Regions from separate parts of the Drosophila melanogaster genome. Here region 1 is linked to region 2. A link is a contact called in public Hi-C data. All regions are on one chromosome and are shown on one strand. The core of a region is the stretch at or near the end of the contact, and the rest is flanking DNA. Distances in the headings are between cores, read along the strand shown. Region 1 holds the start of lncRNA:CR45938 (long non-coding RNA:CR45938). Region 2 holds the start of Eip74EF (Ecdysone-induced protein 74EF).

Evidence for each region. A called contact is a pair of places that touch in the nucleus more often than the background predicts.
Region 1: a Hi-C map of the Kc167 cell line shows a contact between it and region 2, with 1.8 times the contacts expected there.

What each region holds. Positions count from the first base shown.
Region 1 is chr3L:18,751,129-18,756,735 of dm6, reverse strand. lncRNA:CR45938 (long non-coding RNA:CR45938) reads left to right here and starts at 2,651. Exons shown (of 1, transcript NR_133269.1): 1 at 2,651-2,939. ftz-f1 (ftz transcription factor 1) reads left to right here. Exons shown (of 10, transcript NM_079419.3): 4 at 863-1,080; 5 at 1,232-1,602; 6 at 2,103-2,159; 7 at 2,224-2,422; 8 at 3,293-3,551; 9 at 3,618-3,718; 10 at 3,841-4,987. The coding sequence ends at 3,990.
Region 2 is chr3L:17,614,919-17,621,174 of dm6, reverse strand. Eip74EF (Ecdysone-induced protein 74EF) reads left to right here and starts at 1,850. Exons shown (of 8, transcript NM_168740.3): 1 at 1,850-2,524. It overlaps Vps60 (Vacuolar protein sorting 60), which reads left to right. Exons shown (of 5, transcript NM_001275065.1): 2 at 1-74; 3 at 281-446; 4 at 526-756; 5 at 818-1,052. The coding sequence ends at 880.

The DNA.
Region 1 (5,607 bases), core at 1,402-3,901, 1.1 Mb before region 2:
TCACAACTTTTGTAGAAGTAGAAGAGGTAATATAATATTTAAAACGTAGTTGCTAATAATAACTACGATTTACATGTAGTAAAATATATTATCGGCTGTTGGTAGGAAATCTACTTATCACTTTTCCAAATTAGAGATAATGAATACAAAACTTTGATTTTGACTTTTGTTTCCTATGAAGTTGATATTCCAACGATTTTATTTCTCTGCACACTTTACGCTCATTTTTCGTGCTGCGCCATAAGAAGCGCATTTTTATTGCGTTTCATTTAGCGTGTTCTCACACACTAACGCAAGTAAATACACAGATGTGCGTTGTACAGTTTTTGTTTTACTACTGTTGTACAAAGCGGCGTATGCGCAATATGTGTATGTAACCATATTTCCCATGTGCGTGCCCATATGTGCGTATGCATGTGCACCCTGCTGTTGATAGTGTGCGTTTGTTTCTGTGAAGCGTTGTTATGAGTTGGCTTTTAATGAGGAGCATGTATGAAACGAATAGGATGCTAACCCCCTCGCGTTGCAATTTTGCCAGCCCGAATTGTGGGTCAGTTAAGTGGGAAATGTTGAAAATGTTCAAAATTGTGTAGAACCATTGAAAATCAACGGGGAATGGGTGTTTCATGAAAACTGGGTGCTCATTAATTTGTTTAACTATTTTACATTGCTAAGAATATCTGTTTATTTCCTAGTTTAGGAACTTCTCCGATTTTCACGAAGGTTCCCGTAGTCAACAAATCAGATTTGAGAGATAAGGGAATTTTGTTAGGAAATTGAGAACAGAATTAATTCTTTTACCAAGAATCATTTTCTACTTCGAAACTCATTCATACTCATTTGCAAATGTGTTTTCTTGCAGCTGTTCGAGCGGATAGAATGCGTGGTGGACGCAACAAATTCGGACCCATGTACAAACGGGATCGCGCGCGGAAGTTGCAAGTGATGCGGCAGCGGCAGTTGGCGCTGCAAGCGCTGCGCAACTCGATGGGTCCGGACATCAAGCCAACGCCGATCTCGCCGGGCTACCAGCAAGCATATCCAAATATGAACATTAAGCAGGAAATTCAAATACCTCAGGTGAGCGATGCGATCAGGATTGTTTTTCTCAATAATACTTTTGGTCGTTTTGATTGCTTTCATCGTTGTCATCGCTTTGGCATACAATTGATATTTAAGATTTATGGAATACAACCTATAGTTATGAACGAATTTCTGCTTATATCTTCAGGTATCCTCACTCACCCAATCTCCGGACTCGTCGCCCAGCCCCATAGCAATTGCGTTGGGACAGGTGAACGCGAGCACGGGCGGTGTTATAGCCACGCCCATGAACGCCGGCACTGGCGGCAGTGGGGGCGGTGGTCTGAACGGACCAAGTTCCGTGGGCAACGGCAATAGCAGCAACGGCAGCAGCAACGGCAACAACAACAGCAGCACGGGCAACGGAACGTCCGGAGGAGGAGGTGGCAATAATGCGGGCGGCGGAGGAGGAGGAACCAATTCCAACGATGGCCTGCATCGCAACGGCGGCAATGGCAACAGCAGTTGCCACGAGGCTGGAATAGGATCTCTGCAGAACACGGCCGACTCGAAATTGTGGTATTTAGCCCAAAAGCCAGAACAAAACTCAATGAATATTCGAACTCAAACCAAATTAAACGACAAACGAACTTCAACAAACATTGAAAAGAAACTTTCGTTACATAAGCATATTTGTGGAAAAGGATTCAACCTGATCATGCAGCAAGTGTGGAAAAGGGCAGTCATATCAATATAATAATCAATATAATATAATAATTAGACTTGAAAAAAAAAGATGTATTGTAAAAAATGTACAAACCTTGAACGATTTCCTTGTACAGAAGAAGAGTATATACATTTAATTGGAAATATTTGTATTCATTATCAGATATTATATGAGCTTCGGTTTCTATATTTAAATATATATCTGATAATGATATTATAGATCTCCAATTAAAGTCTTCATCAAACTGCCCTTTTACGAATTGCTTAGTTATCACTTGATGAGCTCTCCAATTAGAAGTGATCTGAACTTTAATTTATAACTTTTCCTATATCTTTTGTTTTCTACCAAAAAGCTTCGATTCTGGCACACATCCATCGAGCACAGCCGACGCGCTAATCGAGCCATTAAGGTGGGTTTTTGCTGGCGTAAATTGAAGTCTTGAGATCCATTTAATCACATTATTATTCATGCAGAGTCTCACCGATGATTCGTGAATTTGTGCAATCTATTGACGATCGGGAATGGCAGACGCAACTGTTTGCCCTGCTGCAGAAGCAAACCTACAACCAGGTGGAAGTGGATCTCTTCGAGCTGATGTGCAAAGTGCTCGACCAGAATTTGTTCTCGCAAGTAGACTGGGCACGGAACACCGTCTTCTTCAAGGATCTGAAGGTATGGACCAACACCCCGATATCCTCACATCGAGTAAATCAAAAATCAGAAATCAGAAATCAGAAAATCAGCAAACACAGACAGCAGCAACATGGTTCAAAGCCAAAAACCAGTTTTCAAACTAGGGGCCAAGTCTGCGGCATGTTATGTAAACCACCGACAACTGAAAGCGACGTCGACAGCGACGCCGGCAGAATGTGCATTGAATTTCGATTTCATTTGGCGTCTGACCTACTTAGCCAGCAAAGCTGAACCAGTCAGTCAGCCAAGCAGCAGCGTCTCTCGCTCAATGACGCAACTGATGTGCTCACCCATACCACAGCCCATCAAGAGCGGAGAAACTGAAACGGAGACTGAGACAGAGACAGTGACATAGAGCGAAACCGAGAGAATCCCCAAGAGAAAGAGACGACGTGTTGTAATACCAGAGCATCCAAAACTAGGCCTTAACTTATCTACATACCATATCATCATACAAAATGTATCTATTGACTATTGAGCGTGCGGTTGCTACTATAAACTGAAACTAAACTGAGATCACTCTATTTAAAAAAACATTTAAAAAAATAAGTAAATCTACTAAAAATTATTGTATACGAAAGGTTTATTGGTTCAAATGAATTAGCTATCATTATTAGAACTACTAAAAGGAAAATTGTATTAATATTATTAATCAGCAAAACTGATGATTGTTGTATGGAAATATGATGATGGAAATATCTATATGATGTATGGAAATATCTTATTATCTTATTAATTAAAACGGCTTTTAAACCTTCTTTATGCATAGTGGCAACCGCGCCTGTTATGTTTAAGTCTTTTTTCATTTCCAATTTACTAATAAAATTTTATTTATATTTTTTAATTTAGGTCGACGACCAAATGAAGCTGCTGCAGCATTCCTGGTCGGACATGCTTGTTCTGGATCACCTGCATCATCGAATCCATAACGGCCTGCCCGACGAGACGCAACTGAACAATGGTCAGGTGTTCAATCTGATGAGTCTGGGTTTGTTGGGAGTGCCACAGCTGGGCGATTACTTCAACGAGCTGCAGAACAAGCTGCAGGACCTGAAATTCGATATGGGCGACTATGTCTGCATGAAATTCCTAATCCTGTTGAATCCAAGTAAGGCCGTATAAGTTGCGCGGTGCAGATTGACAACCTTCTTAAACCCTTGAATATTTCCCATAGGTGTACGGGGTATTGTCAACCGGAAGACCGTCTCCGAGGGACATGATAATGTGCAAGCCGCTTTGCTGGACTACACCCTCACCTGCTATCCGTCAGTGAATGTGAGTAAAGGATTCAGTTTTAATGTGTAGGGTATCTGAGCTAAAAACCATTTACTTTTGAAATCATTTGTAAATTGCGTACAAACAACTCTAAGCAACGATTCTCTTTCGCCTAATTGCAGGACAAATTCAGAGGGCTAGTTAACATCTTACCGGAAATCCATGCCATGGCCGTTCGCGGCGAGGATCACCTGTACACCAAGCACTGTGCCGGCAGTGCGCCCACCCAAACGCTGCTCATGGAGATGCTGCACGCCAAGCGCAAGGGATAGAGGCCGGGAGAACGTGACACGGAATACTTAATCATTTATGAAATGTAAATAACAAGGCGGGAAGGCCCTCGGGGCAACCGGGTCATGGAAGGCGAACGAAGGATACAGCAGAATTCCGTATTATGAATATGGGAATGCATCATCACTACTACCACCAACTATCACACCTATACACACACATGCACACATTTGTTGATTCAATGTTAATTATTATTACGTTTACGGTTAGGTCTAGTTTACGTTTAACTAATTAATTAATTTGTCTTAAATTAATTCGTGTTTTATTTGTAGTCCCTGATAAAGCAATTTTAAAACACTTGAACCTAAACGAGAATATGTAGTAGATGTATGGATTTAAATTTAAATACGGCAAGGAGAAACACACTTTTTTAGGCATTACAAAACAAAAGAAGCATGAGAAATTTTATTTTTATATACCTATATGAATACGATACTTATGGATACAAATCTATATATATTTTTATGTAAATTGGCGTACTTTTAGCGTCCTACATATTTTTTAATTAGAATTTGGTTATACTATAGTTTTGAAATTAGTATCGTTCCCACTTGAAGATCGATTCTTGTATTTTTTTGCGCCAAGTGTCTTGCATAGTATTTGCGTCTAATCTAATGGCAACAAAAAAAATATTGGAAAATCCATACAAAGAAAATGAAAACAAAGCAAATTTAGGTGTTCATGGTATGAATGTATGTGTATATTATAATTGTAATTTCATCTAAGTGTAAGAAAACAATGCAAACAACTACCTACAACAAGATAATGAAGAGCAAGAAATTATATAAATTAATAAAGGTCGTGTTAAAAACTATATAGAAAATATATACTTACATGTATATTTAAATTTAGCAGCGAGTTTCAACTATTTGTAAATTTCAACCAAGATGTAATTGTTTCAATGTCAACAACAAACAAATTGTAAAGCTTATATTTAAAATACAAAATATATTTTGTGCAAGGAAAGCGATAAAATCCAATTATAACAATTTAAAAAAAGCTGTATAACACTTTAAAACTAAAAGTAAAAGATGTTTAGTCATGAATTTGGGCAATGAGGCGGAAAAGAAATCGAATTAAAGAAGAACTTGAATATTGTAAAAATCAAAATCGGAATAAACAAACCAAATAAACTATTTTTAATGAATATCTATTAATGGGTCAACTTTTAATTCGAATATTAAGTTACCTGGCAAAGGATTCAAAAATTGTTCAATTAGTTAATGTAATGACCCAAAAGCTTCTCGGAATTTCAAAATTTGCATTTAATTTGTTCGGATCTAATCATTGCCTTAATTCTCGCCTAGGCATTGCGCTTAAACAAAACGTACCTTATAAAATTAAAAAAAAGTTTAAGCTCTAAATTCAGTAAACAGAAACAAATTACCACACACATTTCAAATTTAAAGGCAGCGTGTAAAAAAAAACAAACGTTTAACGAGGTGTAAAAAATCAGAGGTAGCAGAAAGATTCACGAAAATAATATAAAATTCTGGCAGACGCAAGTTTAGTAGGGGACAAAAAATACAAAAAACGAAAGCACGACAACATCTATATAGGTTTGCCTAGGTATATAATATATATTTAGGTCTCTAGCT
Region 2 (6,256 bases), core at 601-3,100:
TCCAAGATGCGAGAAGGTCCTGCCAAGAACTCCGTGAAACAGAAGGCCCTCCGGGTTCTCAAACAAAAGAAGGCGTACGTTCAATGCCCCACCCACTGCCTAGTATCGATTATATTCCAAACCTCCAGTGTTACTCTTCTCCAGACATTTGAAATTATCATTTCCTAATCTATAAGTTCCATTACCTTATGAAATTTACATCCACAATCAATTTTTTTATTGTGTCCTGTTCTAAATGAGTATTTTAAACCATTTTGAACTTTATTTGTTTCCTACACAGCTACGAACAGCAGGCAGAATCTCTGCGCAACCAGTCGTTCAACATGGAACAGGCCAACTATGCGGCGCAATCCTTGAAGGATACTCAGGCCACCGTGGCGGCCATGAAGGATGGAGTCAAGCAGATGAAGACCGAGTACAAGAAGATCAACATCGACCAGATCGAGGTAAGCATAGTTAGCTGGAAAGAGATGGAAATGTCCCAGAAATATGAACATAAATTAATTTTTATCCTTTTGCCTAAAGGACATCCAAGACGACATGGCTGATATGTTTGAGCAGGCGGACGAGGTGCAGGAGGCACTGGGCCGCACGTACGGCATGCCTGAGGTGGATGACGACGACCTGCAGGCCGAGTTGGATGCTCTGGGCGATGAGATTGCCTTGGACGATGACACCAGCTATTTGGATGACGTGGTCAAGGCTCCGGAGGCGCCGAGTCGAGAGCCGGGAGCTGACAGCATCGTCCCTGGAAAGGTATAATGCTGCTTATATGGATAGCAGCTTGATTGCTTACTAACGAGCTAATTTCTTACAGAGCACCATTGAAACGGATGAGTTCGGCTTGCCCAAGATTCCGACATCGCTGAAGACCACATAGGCAAGCTGCCAAGCTGCCAGCTCTCATGTTTCCATTCTTTATCCTTTGTTGAACCTTGGGCACGCTTTGTATATTTTATGTGTAATGGAGCCATCAAAGATTCCCTCTCAAGTCTCACTTTTGTAACCATTTGTTTTTTCAATAAATAGCCGTTTAGTTATCACGCCACACTAATGACGCATTATATTGGTTAATTTATGAAAGTTAATATATATAGTGAAAAAACATTAATATATTTCAACTTCAAACTTTCACTTAATTCAGGGAAAGAAATTATTATTATTTATTATTTATTAGGTTTGTGCTTAAAAATTTTAACAATGAAACATTCGTTCTTTAGTTTTTATCCAGCGGTTAAATCAATTAATATAGTTTAAATTGTAAATTAAATAGTTTGACCCTTTTTTGATCGGATGTACAGCTGTACGTATACGTGATAAACACTTAAGTCAAAAACTCATTTCAAACAAAATTTGGTGAGCTTGCAGAACAGGTAAGAAGAAGCTTGCCATTGAATTACGATATTTTCAATTTAAGTAAGTTTTTGAGTATAAAAGTGAGTATAATGTACTGCTTACTTTTTTGAGAAAGCAGAATACTTGCTGAATGAGTTTCCGCCGCATTGTAATTGAAATGGATTTAGCGTTAATCGAACGCAAAGCAATGTTAATATATTTTTTGGCCTTGAAATTAAATAAGGTGTTGTTGGAAATAAAGTACGCAAAAACAAAAACTATTTCCCACAATTTCGACGTACAGAGGATGCACTGTAGCTCCCTACTCTCTTTGGCTCTCCCTGCAATTGCAATTGCATTCCGCTCTCTTAGCCTCGCTTGCGCTCTCTACGCTAACGAGCTTTGAAGTTCAGAGCGTGAACTTGAGCGTTTCTCTGCCGTTGTCGTCGCGAGGTGGAGGTGCGCTGGTGTGCGTGAGCGGGTCTCAGTGCAGCGCAGTGCCTGTGTGCAAAAATACGCTTGTTCGCCGTTTAGTTGTCTTTTGACTGCTGTAACGGACAGTCGCAAATTTTGCCCCAACTCTGATTCGAGCGATTCGAATGCGAAGAGGAAAACCTTCGCTTTTCAAACACGCATAACAAAAACCAAACAACAAAACAAATTAGCAGCAACAAAAATCAATTGTTCAAACGTAACTGTAACTGCAGCGTTCGCGCCAACCGACAGAACGCCCGCTCGCCCGCCCGCCCACTTTTCCCGCCCACCGTCGTCGTCGCCGCCGTCGCGTCGCTAATTAAACGCTTTGCTACCGATCAAAAGTGCAATCCCAAAATATCAAACAAATAAAATGCGTTACAAAGAGTTCTGAAGCAGCAAAAATCGCGCGAAGAAATCTCGCTGTTCAAGTGGCCTTAGCGTGATGATTAAAATGTCAATTAATTAATCCAAATATCTGGTGGCATCTGACAGCCTTTGGTCGGCTTTTCCCGCCCTCCCCTGACCACGCCCCCGCCCCCATAAAGAAAAGTGCCTGAAAGTTTATACATATTTACACAAGAATTTTAGAAATTAAGTGATAAATCGCAAAGTAACTGATAGAAACTTCGAGGCAATAGGGTATATGATTTTTTTCTGCCGTTGCCGGAACATTATGGATATATCGCCAATTGGATTACTTTTGCTTGAGATGGTAAGTGACTAATTCCAGAACCTTGTTTTCCTTTCGACCAGCAGATCGCTCATACGCAGCGTTGCATTCGCCGCGGCAGCGGAGTTGCCTCGAATGCAGGAAGCGAATGGCGCAAAAAAAAGCTCTCTATTTATTTCGTCATCGGTGCACATACATACATTGCACATAGACGCATGTATAGCTACATACTTGAAAGTTCGTGAAAGTGTTGAAAATTTTAGGAGGAAGAAGATCGGGGTGAAAAGTGGGTGGGAAAAATGCCTGCGCCTCCAGCGAAAATATCCTTTAATAATAGTTGCTAAAATCTGCAGGATCATTTTGTGTACTAGAATTATATTATAGAATTAGTACTAATAAAAGCTTTTCTTTGTTAACATATCGAGTATTTGACATGTTTTCAAAGAAAATGTGCGAAACGCTTGCTTTGTTTACGAGATTGCATTATATAAAATATAATATTTTCAATTGGTAATATAGTTTAGGTGGTGTTAAATTTTCTAACACACTTTGCATTGATAAGAGCTCCACACATATCAAACTTGTAGGAATGTCATTATGCATTATTAATTTGAAATGACTTGCAAACTTTTTCAATAAGAATACATATTTAATTGTATCGTTTTTTTCCATTTTTAAGCAATTAAGATATGAATCTAAAAATTGTAATGCATTACATTACAGTGCAATAATTGAAATAAATATTTGGTCATGCACATTTTCCCACTACCCTTTTATTTATTTTTAATGCGGGCATGACTAATCCCAGAATTGAGGAAAAAAAAACCAAATTCGCTGAATTTCAATTTGGCAAGAAAACTTTTTGCATGTTTGATTTTGGATAATCCCCGCCCTTCTAGAATTTCACAGCCCAAAGCGCTGGCCCAGTTAAGACTTGAGTTTGGGTTTTAGCCAATTAACAGAATTCGATACAAAGTGAAGAAGCGATCAATAAAAGCGCCAGCCACAGCAAATAAATTATATTTTGCTATTTTATTACGTTTTTTGTAAATGCTACATGTCAATCCGTTTCGTTTTTCTACTCAATTTGGTTAACCACAAGCTGAGATAAAAAACCTATTCAGATTTGCAAGTCAAAGTTAGGCGATCGGCCTTCGAAGGGGGCAATAAATAATACTGCCTGACCTGAGGGCCCTGAAAATACGTACTTCCTAAAATTTATTCCATTTGCCGCTGAGCAACAGAATCACTGACCAACCTCACCAAACATTGCCATTCCCCCATTCCCATTTGCCAAAAATAAAACCAAAACAAGGAACAAAAATATTTGAAAACAAAATCCAAATGGGATTTGCCAAACAAACGCGATAGCCCTCTGCTGATAAGAAAGTTTCGAGTAGAGCGCTGGCTCAAAATTAATTTGGATTCTTCACTAAATCAAAGATAATCCCAATTTAGTAGCTACAAAAATAAAGTTAAAAGTAAAGTTCTACCAAAACTATCTTAATGTGATATGGAGCGAGGGAGAGCGCAGATAGAGAGAACGAGATAGTGATCGTCGGAGAGGAGAGTGGAGTGTGGAGAGGGACGGGTCGAAAACGTTTGCAAAGGCAATGAACGCGAGCTTTTGGCGTTTTCTTCCGATAACGGGCACTACGTACACAGCACACGCACACCAACAAACCCTCGAATATCAATAGACACAAACACACACACATAAGCACGCACTCACACAGATACAATCGCCCGAGTTCGCTCAGTTTCGCGCTAGTTCAGTTCAGTTTTCCTCCCATGTCGCATGACCCTGGCCTGCTATTGAAGCTCTAGACACATTCGGAGGGCGATACAAAGCGCACCATTCAAAATATATACTAGGTATTGTCTATGTCCGCGCACACATGCCCAAATCATACTAGTTGCCGGCGTATCTGTACCCAAAGTACTCGCTTTTCTTGCCTTTTTCCACCACTAATGCTAATGCTGCAGCGGGGTATCCGTTGTATTTCACTTCGGATATATAGCGATAAGTAGGAATTATGTGGGAGTGATGGGGGTGGCATGGTGCACAGGTGCAGGAGTGGGAAGTGCTAAACTCTTTGGTGACAAAGTCAAAAGTGACAGTTATTTAGGAAAACAATATTTACTTATTTAGAAAGATCACAGTTTTCGCAAATTAATAATAAGTATCAATTATGCAAAAAAAAAGGCTATTTAATATTCATTAAATGTTCTTTATTTTTAACTTTATTTTATTTTCCACAAGGAACTAATACAATATGTATTCTTACGGAAGTTTCAAGTTTTAAAATATCCTTGAAAATTTAATACTGGGAATATCAAAAAACATGCTTGGAAATTCTTTCAATTATCTAAAAGTATTAACTCTCATCCTTGTCATACATATTTACATTTGAAGCCAAAAAGTACCTAACAATAACTTCTGTTTTGTGCATTTTTAAGTCTATTTGCTGAGCCCCCAAGTCGAACTTCCTCATTCTCAAACCATACATCAGCATGATTTACGGTTAGCTCAAAACTCGAATGGCTTCTAGAGTCATAAAATTTGGACAAAGCCCTAGTAATCTGGCCAATCGGCTAAGCTGTGAATGGCATTCCGTGATCTTGTTTGCTTTGGCCAACTGATAAGCGGCCAACGAGGCGTATACTTGATAAAAATCGAACAGAACAAACACAGAAGCAACCTTAGACAAATCAAAAGAAATCCACTTGATGCCCCAGCCAATTGTTGAAATATTTGTTGGGTGCTCTTGGGCAATCGTAGCCTTGTCTAAAATATGGGGGGTTGGGGGTGGTGGTGGTGGTGATGGTAGCCCTAGGCCTTCTGACAAAAACTAGTTCTAAGAGTTATGTGAATGATATTAAAATGACTATGAAAAATCCGACAGCAGATGCTTCGTGCCAATGAAGTTGATACCCACAAACACACATGCTTTTTAACCTTAAGTCACGTTTGGATTTGGTGGGTCTGCGACCGCGTAATTTTGTTGGTAACTACGTTGTTTTCTTGGCATTCTGTATGGCACTACGGCCGTACAACTCTCAATGTTTTTGTTATTGTTTGCCGCTTGCGGCAAGTTCAACAAAACATCAGTCGAAAAAACCCAGCCAAAAGCACATACTGCTGGCTCAACGCTAAACTTCTGCCCCCACAACACACAATTCGGCACATTGAGGTTCAAGGCCCCCGGCCCCACAAAACGGAGTGGAGCAGAGCGGAGCATTCGACTTCGCAAGGCCAAGTGCAAGTCCAAGTCCGACTCAGTCGTGGCTTTTCGATTAACCATACGCGGCGTATGATTTTCAGTTTTCGTTCGTTTTCGGTTTTCGGTTTTCAGTTTTCAGTTTTAATTATGCATTTGCTCGGCTCGAGAGGCACGCAAGATAAAGAGTAGCCATGACAAACATTTACCCCAATAGGCCTAAAATGGCAAGGGCTCGGTGAATCGCGGGGCACGTGCCCAAAAAGCCAGCGACTAGCAAAAGATTAATCAAAGAGCCAGGCCAAAATGAAATATGGCAAGTGCTTTACGGTCGGGAGTTTCAGCAGCTTGAATGCCCTTTAACAAGAGCTTAATATATTTACGATAATAATTACGAACGTAGAACTTATTTACTCAACACAACCTATTTAAGTAAATTAGTAATTTTTTATTTTCAAAATATTTTTGGTCTTCAAAACCAAATCTTTAGGAACATTTACACATTTATTAAATGTAATTCTTTGAAGCTGTTATAATTATATTATTATTTAAT